Linked DNA regions of Zea mays: regions 2 and 3 are each linked to region 1. The links are chromatin contacts, called in public Hi-C maps. All regions are on one chromosome and are shown on one strand. The core of a region is the stretch at or near the end of the contact, and the rest is flanking DNA. Distances in the headings are between cores, read along the strand shown.

Evidence for each region. Hi-C and Micro-C count contacts between places; a contact is called where the count stands out from the background.
Region 2: a Hi-C map of tassel shows a contact between it and region 1, with 3 times the contacts expected there. The contact joins the promoter of LOC100216613 here to the promoter of LOC542103 in region 1. A contact is called at or near these places in 3 of 25 Hi-C or Micro-C datasets (ear, endosperm and tassel).
Region 3: a contact with region 1 is called in a Hi-C map of tassel, with 2.5 times the contacts expected there. The contact joins the promoter of LOC100193142 here to the promoter of LOC542103 in region 1. A contact is called at or near these places in 2 of 25 Hi-C or Micro-C datasets (ear and tassel).

What each region holds. Positions count from the first base shown.
Region 1 is chr4:166,037,017-166,041,068 of Zm-B73-REFERENCE-NAM-5.0, reverse strand. LOC542103 (SET domain protein SDG117) reads right to left here and starts at 2,398. Exons shown (of 12, transcript NM_001358411.1): 1 at 2,254-2,398; 2 at 289-1,228. The coding sequence starts at 1,104.
Region 2 is chr4:165,502,792-165,506,386 of Zm-B73-REFERENCE-NAM-5.0, reverse strand. It overlaps LOC100216613, which reads right to left and starts at 1,561. Exons shown (of 1, transcript NM_001143026.1): 1 at 667-1,561. The coding sequence starts at 1,469. The coding sequence ends at 903. It overlaps LOC100283256, which reads left to right. Exons shown (of 4, transcript NM_001156158.2): 4 at 528-883. The coding sequence ends at 636.
Region 3 is chr4:165,438,714-165,442,560 of Zm-B73-REFERENCE-NAM-5.0, reverse strand. It overlaps LOC100193142 (Dof zinc finger protein DOF2.1), which reads left to right and starts at 2,222. Exons shown (of 3, transcript NM_001138300.1): 1 at 2,222-2,549; 2 at 2,708-2,804. The coding sequence starts at 2,748.

The DNA of each region.
Region 1 (4,052 bases), core at 1,149-3,648:
TCGTCTAACCATTTTAGTTAAGGCTTCAACCTTCGATCTCAAGTTACCTTTTTTAGGACTAATAAAGAAAACGAGACTTTACATGGACCATTCAAGCATACCATTGTTTAACTGGAATAAAGCTACAACTAAGACTACAATTAGAAAATCATAACAGAGCTATGAGTTGGCCACCCCAATAATACATGGTGTACCTACTAAAACTAAATGCACAGATTCTGGAACCTGAAACATGACAAGTACTTGCTCATATAACCCCAAAACGAATTTAAATAAAGAAAAATGTACCTTCACCCAAAGTGCTACAGCATGATCCTCATCTCCAACATTCCCCATATTGAGCTCCTGCCCTTTATAATTGGTATCACCATTACAACTATTGTTATCCACATTATGGCCCATGTCATTCAAAGGGGAAACAGACTTCTTCTCTTCTTGTGGAGAAGATTTATTACGTACTAAATCAATACTGCAGGCTATTTCTGATAGATCTTGGAGCGTGCATTGCAATTCTTCCTGCCGTGCATGGCATCCTACCAAGTCAGTTTTGACTTCCTTACTTACAGCATCTACAATCCCATCTACTTTGCCACGATCCTCTGCTATTTTCTCCGCTTCACAAGGTGTGACGTCTCCATTGAGTCTGCATGGACTTGGTAATGACATTGTATTGGGAGAAGAATGTATCTCTTCCTGAGGATGATGCATATCCTTCTTACCAAAACTCTGTTTATTAAAGCTATAATCATCAGTTTGCAAGCCATTATAATTTCCAGCACTTAAATTTAACTGAAGTTTTACATCGGAGTAAGAACTGTCGCTATTCTTCTCTCTTAGTTCTGTCCCCTGAGATAAATCGCCCAAATTAAGAGATGAATTTTTGGAAGCAGAATCTAATACCCGATCCATGCCTGATTGACAAGCATCGCTAAGATCGACAGGGCTACATACTATTGTATCATCTTTTAGGTGGACATCAGAGCCTGCCCACCCATAATCATCATGTGAGACGGTCAGCTTCCTATCATAGGCGATTTGTGGTGTTTTATCCATAGCATTTTTCAACTTGCAGTCCATTTGCATAACAGGAGGGTCCATCAGCATTGCTTTGCCAGGATCTGGTCTACCAATCCTCTATGATTGAAAAGGCAGGTCTTCCAAAAGCAGTGCAGGAAGCCAGGAACTATCATCTACTAGCATGAAGCCCATAAAGACTGTTGACTTAGTTCTACATAGAAAAAGTAGGAAACTGTTGTTTAGAGTATATGCAGTGCTTCGAAAGAAAACAATTATAGAGGAAAAAGAAAAAACTAAAAATCACACAAAAAACTAACAGAGTTGCATTTGAAACAGAAAATAATATATGCAACTTATGATGATTTTTCTATTTAACAAATGTGTGGAGTGACAGCACTACCCATGCAAAAAAGGACAATATCCTCTCAAAATACACAGAAGAGTATTATCTTCTCCCATGCTAAACATGGTGTTCTTGAAAGTGCTATGCTAGGCAGACAACAGTTGTACCTACGTGATTAGGCAGGCGAAAATATTCACCAAGGCTGCTTACGTGGAAACTACACGAAAGAGGTGAGGCCTAGCGCCTAGGCAAACGTCTTTTGAAGCATGATGTGGAGTGAGAGGTTTGATTCAAGCGTTAAAAAGAAACAGGGAAAGTAGTGTATTCAACAGTTGGCATCACAAAATAAATAGCTGGTTATATATGACAGCCCTGTCACACAAATACACAGACTAGTAACGATCTCCCAGCAGGAACATAAAATATACTGGATTCGTTTGAATCTGACCCAAGCAATTTAACGAACATACCACATTTTGGCTTGTACCATGCAATTAAAGTCCATTTTAATTACATGCATGAAATCACAGTGCGACTCTCTCTCCTGGTCTAGCTACACCAAAATTTCAAGAGGGCACAGCATATGGTAAGCATGCAAAACTGTACAAAATGTAGTGCCATTTTCGTACGGATACCATGGCCATTAAATACATTTGTCATAAAACCCTAACTATATGTTTCAACGTGCAATAAAATTGTGCCAGTGAAAATAGAAACCCCGAGATGTTCGACGCGCCCATTAGGATCCATGAAGCGATTTCGGTTATGGATTGGGACCATAGGCTCGGCAGAATGCTCAACGGTCTTAGAAATCCCAACGAAGCTGAGCATGACCATGACCGATCCTTGGGGAGATGGAGACGAAACGGAAACTACCCTCCGTGACGACGCACCTCGAAGGAGGCGGTGCCAGCTCCCGCAACACACCGCGTTCCCCGGCTGCGGCGAGGACAGCAGGATTCGGCGGTGGCGACAGCAGGGCCCCGAGAACTCGGCGGAGGAACAGGTCGCCGAGACTCAGAGAACCGGACGAGAGACGCCAGCGGTGGCTCGCGACGGCCACGCGACGACGGGAGCCGCGGCGGGAGGCGGGGGTGGCGACGAAGGGTTTGCGACGTGCTGGGGAAGGAGATGGGGGAGGTGGGCGGCGTCCGCGATTCGCCCCTGGTAGTCCGGTGAAGGAAAACAGAGAAGAGAAAAAAATTAGAAAACTCGCCAATTGATTTCACCTCATCGGGATTAACCGTTTGGGCGCTTTGGACCTGCAAAACGGCTATTCAGCCCGGTCTAGCAAAGAGGGCCTGCAGGAATCCAACCAGAAAAGCAATATATGAAAGGATGGCCCAACTAGAATGAGCACAGTGCAGTCCATACAAATCTTCCCGTGTGAGAAGATGAGGTCCAACCACAGCTGGTAATGCGCACCGAATATTCGATATGAAAGCGGGTACGAGGTGATTTCTCTAATTGCGGATATGTTAATAGGCAAGAGTATTTACCTATTGAGGCAGACTGGTATAGATTGGTACTACTCATACTCGTCTATCCATGGGTAAAATATATCCGCATCAATACAACTATAACCATTTAATAGAGCTCATCTTAACAAATAAAACATTTTCTAGCTATCATTTGTCTAGCTACCAAATTATGTAATCATATGATTTGTTATATGTAGGGCTGGAAAAAAAGCTCGAGGCTCGCGAGCCGGCTCGGGCTCGATCAGGCTCGGCTCGGCTCGTTGAGGCTCGCGAGCCTAAACGAGCCCGAGCCGAGCCTAATTCCACGGCTCGCTACACTAACGAGCCGAGCCGAGCCGGCTCGGTGAGGCTCGCGAGCCGGCTCGAGGCTCGGTCCAAACTACTGCAACTATCACTTGTCAGTTGTCAGTTTGTTTATTAGTGTCCAGTCATCTAGATCCAGTGACCGGTGTGTTGTTTTGGTCACAACTCACAAGGAACTAGAGTGTATGGACATAATTTTTTATTATATAGAACATATTATGCTTCAAATTTGAACTAACGACTATAATTAACTTGAGTGTACAGGCTCGCGAGCCGAGCCGGCTCGCGAGCCTATATCGAGCCGAGCCGAGCCTTATTACCGAGCTCGCGAAGTGACCGAGCCGAGCCGAGCCTGGCTCGGCTCGGCTCGTTTCCAGCCCTAGTTATATGTGTGAAAGGGAAATAGGCTTACACCTTTTCCTAAATTGATTTTGGTGGTTGAATTGCCCAACACAAATAATTGGACTAACTAGTTTGCTCTAGATTATAAGTTCTACAGGTGCCAAAGGCTCACAACAAACAAATAAAAAGACCGAAAAAGGATTCAAATGTAAGAGAGCAAAGTCAACCGAAGTGTACCCTGGTCTGGTGCACCGGACTGTCCGGTGCACCAGGGACTCCAACTCCGAACTGCTCACCTTCGCGAATTCTGGAGGCCGCTCCGCTGTAATTCACCGGACTGTCCGGTGTAGCACCGGACAGTGTCTGGTGGCGCACCGGACTGTCCGGTGTGCCAGCAGAGCAACGACTACTTCGCGCCAACGGTCGTTTGCAGAACGCATTGAATGCACTACAGTGCGCGCCAGAGTCAGAGCAGAGACTGATGGCGCACCGGACAGTGAACAGTGCTTGTCCGGTGCACCACCGGACTGTCCGGTGCCCCAGAAGGCAGAAGCTCCAACGGTCAG
Region 2 (3,595 bases), core at 312-2,811, 530 kb after region 1:
TGCAAGCGTGCAAATAGATATTCTACTTTGTTAGATCTAGATCCAACGATATATCATATTTAACACTTCAACTCTTCCACCACCACCTGATATATATTTATAAAAAAACCTTAACAATCCACAATTATATTTACCGTTGGATTTAGATCTAATGTACAAAAAAGTCTACTTACATGTTTGCATATTAGTCGTTGCACTAGAACTAATAGTTAATTGACTAAAAAAATTGTTGGTAAAAATATCTAGCTAACTATTAATTAATTTGCTAAAAGTAGCTAATAGCTGAATTGTTAGCTAGACTGTTGGATGACTTCAGCAAATTTTAGCAGCTAACTATTAGCTTTAGTGCATTCAAACATACTATAGTCTACCATAGTCTATTCATCTAGTATCTGGATGGTACTAGTAGATTATCGAGACTACGCAAAAGTTTTTTTTTGTCGCTGCATTCTATTTACGGAATTAATTTCAGTAAGAAAAATGTACATGGAATTTACATGCACCGAGTCTGAATGGACTCCATGTAGGGTTTTCGTGGGCACGGTGAGCGAGTTCTGCGTTAAGCATGCCGAATGCCCCGTCATCACCATAAAACGGAACGCTACCGAAGCTCCTCAGGACCCTGTCGACGATTGATGCTTCCAAGCCAAGCCATGCCATGTCACTGGAGAATGAGATGTTCTTCTTCACTGCTTTTATAATGGGTTGATGTACAAAATACGATATGGAAGTGGTGCCTGGAACTAGTTCGCGGAGGGTTCCAACTCTTGCACACTGCGCCCCCAAAAACTAGAGTTGAAGATGTAAAACGCCGTCGTCCGCCGAGGGACGACGAGAGATTGTACGTGATACATCGATCGAGTCTCGTGAACCTAAAAAGCTGCCGCTACATTATTGTTCGCTCATGTGCCAGGCTTCGCTGGAACGAACGCCCCGCCCCTTATTTGCCCCTGCCCGTCCACAGCCACAGCCACAGCTTGAGCAGGGTACCTGAAGCCCGCGTAGTCCTTTGGCACGGCGTAGCCTTTGGGAACGCCGACGAGCTGGGGCTGTTGCTGATGCTTAAGCTGACGCCCCTTGTTGCTGCCAGCAAGCTTGCCGTCGCTCTTCCACGCCGGAGGCTTCCCCGGCGCGAACTTGATCTCGAAGCCGTCGTCGATGTCGTGGATCGTGGCGCGGGAGCTCGCCACGGGCTTCATCGCCGGGCACTTGATCTCGAATCCGCCGCCCTTCTCCAGGTCGCCTCCGACGGAGTCGGAGGCGTAGGAGTCCTGGTCGGCGGCGTACCTCTTCCTGGAGAGCCGGCGCCCGCACAGCCTGCCGGCGACGCAGGCGGCCACGGCGAGGAAGGAGATCGCCGCGAGCACGGCGAAGACCGGGCCGAACGAGCCCTTGGCGGTCGTGGAAGGCGCCCGCGCGCGCAGGACGGCGTTGGAGGACGCGGGGTAGTAGACCGTGGGGTCAGGCATATCCTTGGTTCTCGGCGCTCTCTCAAGCTGCTAGCTGCTGATATATGCCACCACCACGCTCTCCCTCGAAGAAAATGGTTCGGCCGTTTGGGTGTCGCACTCTTGGGCACCGAGGGGAGTGCTGGTCGTTTTATGATGGGGAGCTGAAGGCGCCGGTTTGAACCGAGCGATTACTTTGCGATTTTGTTTTTCATCACGAGCCGACTCTCACTCAGCTCAGCTGCTGTCATGGCATGATGATGCCCGCTGCCGCCCCATCCTCCCTCTCCCTCGTCGGGCCGCGAGAAAGGCTGGCGCTTTGGGATCCCTTTGGAGCAGTTCAATGCGAGCTTGGAATAACGTCTCGGCACGTCTGCACTCTGCTGCAGCAGCCGCCTGGCCTCTCTCTCTCTCTCACTCACTCACCCCCGTGTCCCCCTGTGGCCTACTACGTGCTGTTGCTTTTGCTTTTGGACGTTGCATCGGATCAAAGCAACCGCTGCGGCAAGGCAACAGCCAGCAGGCACTCGGGCAGAGGGAAGGAAGGGCCCGGCCCGGGCGCCGATCGTTTTGGTCTCGATTGTTAGTATTCCCCGTCGGCTTTAGCAGATTGTGGGGCGCCGGCGAATGAGCGCCCCCACTTGAGTGGTCATCACCTTTCTTGGGCATGCCGACGCCATTGCTTCCTCCAGCTCCAGGCCCCTTGGTCGAATTCCCTTGAGGTGAGTTGACCGGGACACTGACATCCTAGCCTGTTCATTCATTCAATCCGTACGCGGTATGCCTACGGGCATTGTTCTTTCCATAATCCTGTGTTCTGTGTTCGCGCCCACCTGAATCCGGTTTTAGATGATGAACTTGCGAGCACGATTATTAGGTCTTGGAGAATGGACACTATTTCAAACTTCACTCAGTAAATAATGTTAAATAATGTCATATACAGTTCTCCTATATTTTACACTATCCACCGGAGAAATTCTAAGTTCCATCATATAAGTTCACCCCCACATGAACTCGGGCACGATCATTATCCTAAACATATAGGGACGTTAGACGTGAAACCGGTCATGATGCATTTGAGACGTGATGCCAGTACCACCACCACTCTATCGATGGGGGCTTTGCAAGTATTACTTCAAAAAAAAATGTAACCACACATGTGTCGCTCAAAAGAATTAGGTTACGTTCGGTTGTACAGAAATAAACTCGAAATCGTTTAAGAGCGATCAAAACTTATATAAATTAGAGAAGTAAATTGGTTAGAATTTGTTTCATGTCTCTATTCTGAAAAAAACAAACGGCCCCTTAAAATTGATCATAGACCCATTTTCTAGGATATTTACATCCCTTATTTTTTTAACGGTTTTCTAATTAAAAGAGACAACTAAAACTACATAATCTATACTACCTATTAAGGCTGCAAGAGGTAGGCTGCCTCCCCTGGTTCTGCCCTCGGTGAATCTACACCGTCCAATCGCTTCTGTAAATCTACACCGTCCGCCCCTGCTTACGCCCACGTTCGTCATCGTCTCTACGCCCACGTTCGTCCCCCGCCTCCCCCTCTCCCACCCCGCGTGAGCCGCCGCCCCTGCTCCCCCTGTTCGCACCCGCCGCCCCTGCTCCCCCTGTCCCGTGCTGCGGTGACAGGATCCGAGAACACCCCTGCGGACACGTCCAGGATTCAAGGCCTCCCCCTCCCTTCCCCTGCCCTCACTCGTACGCCGCCGCCCCCTCCACCGTCGTCGTGCGAGAGGGAGGAGGGACCTCTGGATCTCCGTGGGGCGTGGAGGAGTGGGACGACGCACGCGGAGGCAGCCCCGGTCGGGTGCTGCTGTATCCGTCCAGGATCGGGGGAATTCCAGGAGGCAGGTGAGCATTGCGTCGCGGTTCTTCTTCGTCTCCCTAGCGACGACAACACTACTGTTTTGCGCCTGGATTCGAGTGGATTGGGTTGGATCGGGTTAGTCATTACTCATCAGTCGAGTCCGGTTCTAGACTGAGGTTGTTCGTTCGTTCGTTCCGTGGACGGGCTTCGCGGCCGAGCAGGTCGGGTCTCAGGCGAGCGCAGCATCGGCGAACCCCGATTCCTCGAACAGAAACTAGGCGTGCGCCGCATTTGCGAGATGAGAGCCGCTGCGTCGGCCGCC
Region 3 (3,847 bases), core at 973-3,472, 600 kb after region 1:
TGGAGAGCTACGCTCAGGAGCGCACGCGCGCGAGCACCGGGTACTAGGCGAGCCGAGACCGAGAGGCCCGGGGTTGGTGGCGTGGCGCGTGCGTCCCCCCGGCTTGCCGCCTCGCTCGTTGCGTCAACTGCTCGCGCGTGCTCTCGTACGTCCACTCGTGCAGGATGGCGGCGTGGCCATGCATGCGATGCGATGGGAGCGAGTACGCGCGCATGGGAATGGGACCAATGGAATCTTGGTGTTCCGACCTAAGCACGCTACACAAGTGCACACCTTGCTATATATCGATGGAGCAGCTAGATGACGTGAACATTTTTACGTGTCGTTCGTTGTCCATCCTGCTTCTACTGGCAGTTCGATTCGTTTCTCTAGCTCGATGCGCTTTGGCAATAATTAAGCATAGTTTTAGTCATCGTGTGTGTCTTGCTATAGATGCATCGATTTTACCCGAAGAATTGCAACAGCAGCTTAACAAATCCTGCGTTCTGACAAAACTACCGGCCGGCCTGCATGCATGCAGAGCTCGTCGACCAGCTAGCTGCAGCAGGGGTGACTGGGTGAGCAGTGAGCACGGTGGTTTCAAATGCCCGAGTTTTCTTCGCAGAAACTCACAAGCCGGCATCGAACATCAGCAACTGCCACGCGTCCACACCGGCCGGAACACAGCAGAGCGTGAGAACGCGATGCGACACCGTGCGGTGCACAGATCAATATTAGGCTGTGACAGTAGTGACGCCGGCAAGGCAAGGCAAGCGCGCTGGAACGGAAACGCTGTGGTAGTCGTCGTCGGACTGACGCCGATGGGCATGCGTGCATTGCGTCGCACAGATCATTAGGTTATTGAGGGGGGATGCGAACGGATACCTTGCTTGCGGGGTGCGAGCTCGCAAAGGCAAGCTTTAAAGCGCAAAGCAAACGACATTTGAATCCGGAAGAGGAAGAAGAGGCGACAGGGAGAGATGCTTCGGCTCTGCTATATCTGTCTCTTGTTTGCTCCCACACATGCCCCCCTTTCGAACCATGGCCATGGCCGGCCGGCTGGACCCACAAAAACATGCTTTTGAACAGTCCCAAGAAGAAGAAAAAAAATCTCACCCATAACGCCCGCCGCCATACATACGTACTGTACTCCGTACTACGTACATAGACTAGGAATCCGTTTTCGCCGTACGTACTTTTTGGAACTACGGCGCATATCTCAATGTCGCCGCCGCCGACGACGGTCGAAGCAGCGATCCGGTCAAGACGCATGGGCCCAGTTGGAGTGCGCTTTTTTCGGTCGGTTTTCTCGTCTCTGGCCTTTCCTCACTGGGACCGAAATATTCCACGTGGCCGGAGTGGTGTCGTCCTGGCTACGCATCACCACAATCCAAGCCACGTCACTCTGCCTTTCCGGCTAGGCGGCTAGCGTATTTGCTCAAACTGACATTCTGCCGTCTCGTAACGGTGACGCATCAAGTATTCTGATCCACTAGAGAGAGCTACTACAGTACCTCTCTTTATCCTACTAAGTAGCTAGAATATACATTTTTTTCTCTCTCTAAAAAAATTCCATGACATATTAAGAGCATAAACAAATGTTATGTATATCACTGTCATTTTTTTGTAACAAAATAAATGAAGAAATAAATTGGACCAGCACGCCACGCACACGCGCGCACAGCCGATCAATAGCCACTGGCCTGTGGATGGTGAGCAGCCAGCCAGCCAGTAGCGTAGGGGTAGGCTGGTGAAGTGAAGGGATGGATCATGGATGGCCGCCGAACCAGGACGGAGACGGACGGGCCCGGCCGACGACAACCGCGCACGCCTCGGGATGCGAACTGGCGGCGGGGGCCGCGCGGGCCTCAAGGAACCCAGCTGCGGGGACCGCCGGCAGCGCGGAAGCCGACGCGACGAGCTAGGCCGCCCGCCTTTCACTCTTCCGGCCTCCGTCTCTCTCTCTCTCCTCCCATCCTCTCCTCTCCTAGTCTCCCCTCCTGCCGGACGTGTCTCCACTGTCCACTCACCGCGCTCCAGTCCGCCACGCTGCCGGGCGCTGCTGGCCCCGACACCGTGGGCCAGCCCCGGCCCGTGGTGCGCGGAGCCCAGCAACATGCACGCAGCCACGCACCGGCACCGCCCGGCACGCTGCTGCCTGCTGCTGCCGCCTGCTAGCGCTTCTGTCGTACCAGTACTACTGCTGCGTTCCTCAGTTCCTTCCTCGCTCTCGATCTATCACCAAAACCCGCCTGCTAATCACTCCGGTGTGGGAGTTGGGGTTGGGTTCGGGCGCGCAACTTTTCCTCCCCTTCTTATTCACATCTCCTCACCAGCAGCCGCCGGCACCACCATCCATCCATCCATCCTCTCTTCTTCCTCTGCAAATCGATCGCCCGGCCTTCCGGTTTGTTTGCCGCTGCAAATCGATCGCGCGTCGCTCGATCGGTGCATCTATCGTCTCCTCCGACGTACCGTCCTCGCTGCGTACCTTCCAGTTCGTCGATCGACAACAAGGCAGGCACCAGCGGCAAGAAGGAATTTCAGTTAGTGCTCTATAATATGATCAGGTAGGGTAATCAATCAAGTAGTAGCTACTAGCTACCAGCTGTGTGTTTATACGTATTTCTTTTGGTGTGTGTCGTAGCTAGGTTTTGCGTGTTTGCTCGTTGATCTGTTTGGCAGCAGAGAAGTAGAACACACCTTGATCGTCGCTGCTCGTTGCTAGGTCGTAGTCAGATCATATTGCTGCTGGTGATCGACCGACGATGATGGCCGGGGCACCGCCGACGATGCACATCTGCATGGACTCCGACTGGCTCAAGGTACGTATATACCGTGACCACATACCTGGGTTCTTGTACTAACATATATAATTCCTTTCTGGCAGCTCACTAGCTCCTCTCTTTGTTGATCTCTGCGCTATATATCTCTTTAATTATCTGTTGTTTTTTTGTCATAACGTACTACTAAGTTGTATGTCTCTGCTCTCTCTACAATAATGGTTGTTTATTAGTGTAGACTTAATCTGATCAAAGGCAGTGAGATCGTAATAATAACCTTTATGAAACTACTATGATCGATCACAGGAGATATCCAATTAATAGGTCCACAAGGATCGTTATATCTTACTTAAACCAACAAAGAAACTAACCGATGAAACTCTGGAAGGATTATTGCTCACAAATATGTCGAAAAACACAAAGGAAACAACCACATAAACAGTATAATAAAGTGTACTGCACCTGCACTACCGTCAGATTCTTACCCATATATTAATTGCAAGCAAAAGCAACAAGAGAGATAAAGAGAGATCTGAACAAGTACATCTGATCTACATGGCTTTAACTTTAGAACACTGCAAAAGCCGTGTATATCGATCTCTTTGACTGTCGACATAACACGTGAAAAGAACAACGTGAATAAATATACTTGTCGATATTTTACCATAATTTTATTAGGGAAAACACTATTTTTTGTTAATGATAACTAGTAAGTAATAAGCACATATATGTATGAACGGTAGACGATGTTCTTATCATGTTATGTGTTTTCAAGCTTAATTAGACCAGATGTTACCTAGCAGCACGATGAGACCATTCTTCAAATACATGATGGCGCCATGGCGGACATGATGAACGAGCACAAGATTTTATGTAATCTCACTGACAATTCTATCTAGTACGAGTTTATAGGAAGTGCCTGCATAATGCATAAGAAATCAATAAAAAAACGAAACTACGCGCGCGCAAAGGATCAGATGTGTGGCGGCCAGGCAACAGAGACTGACCAACGTGATTTCAAAAGCTACGGATTCACCATTGGCAGATCAGAGATCTAGAAACTCTGATCTACATGATGCCTCCAT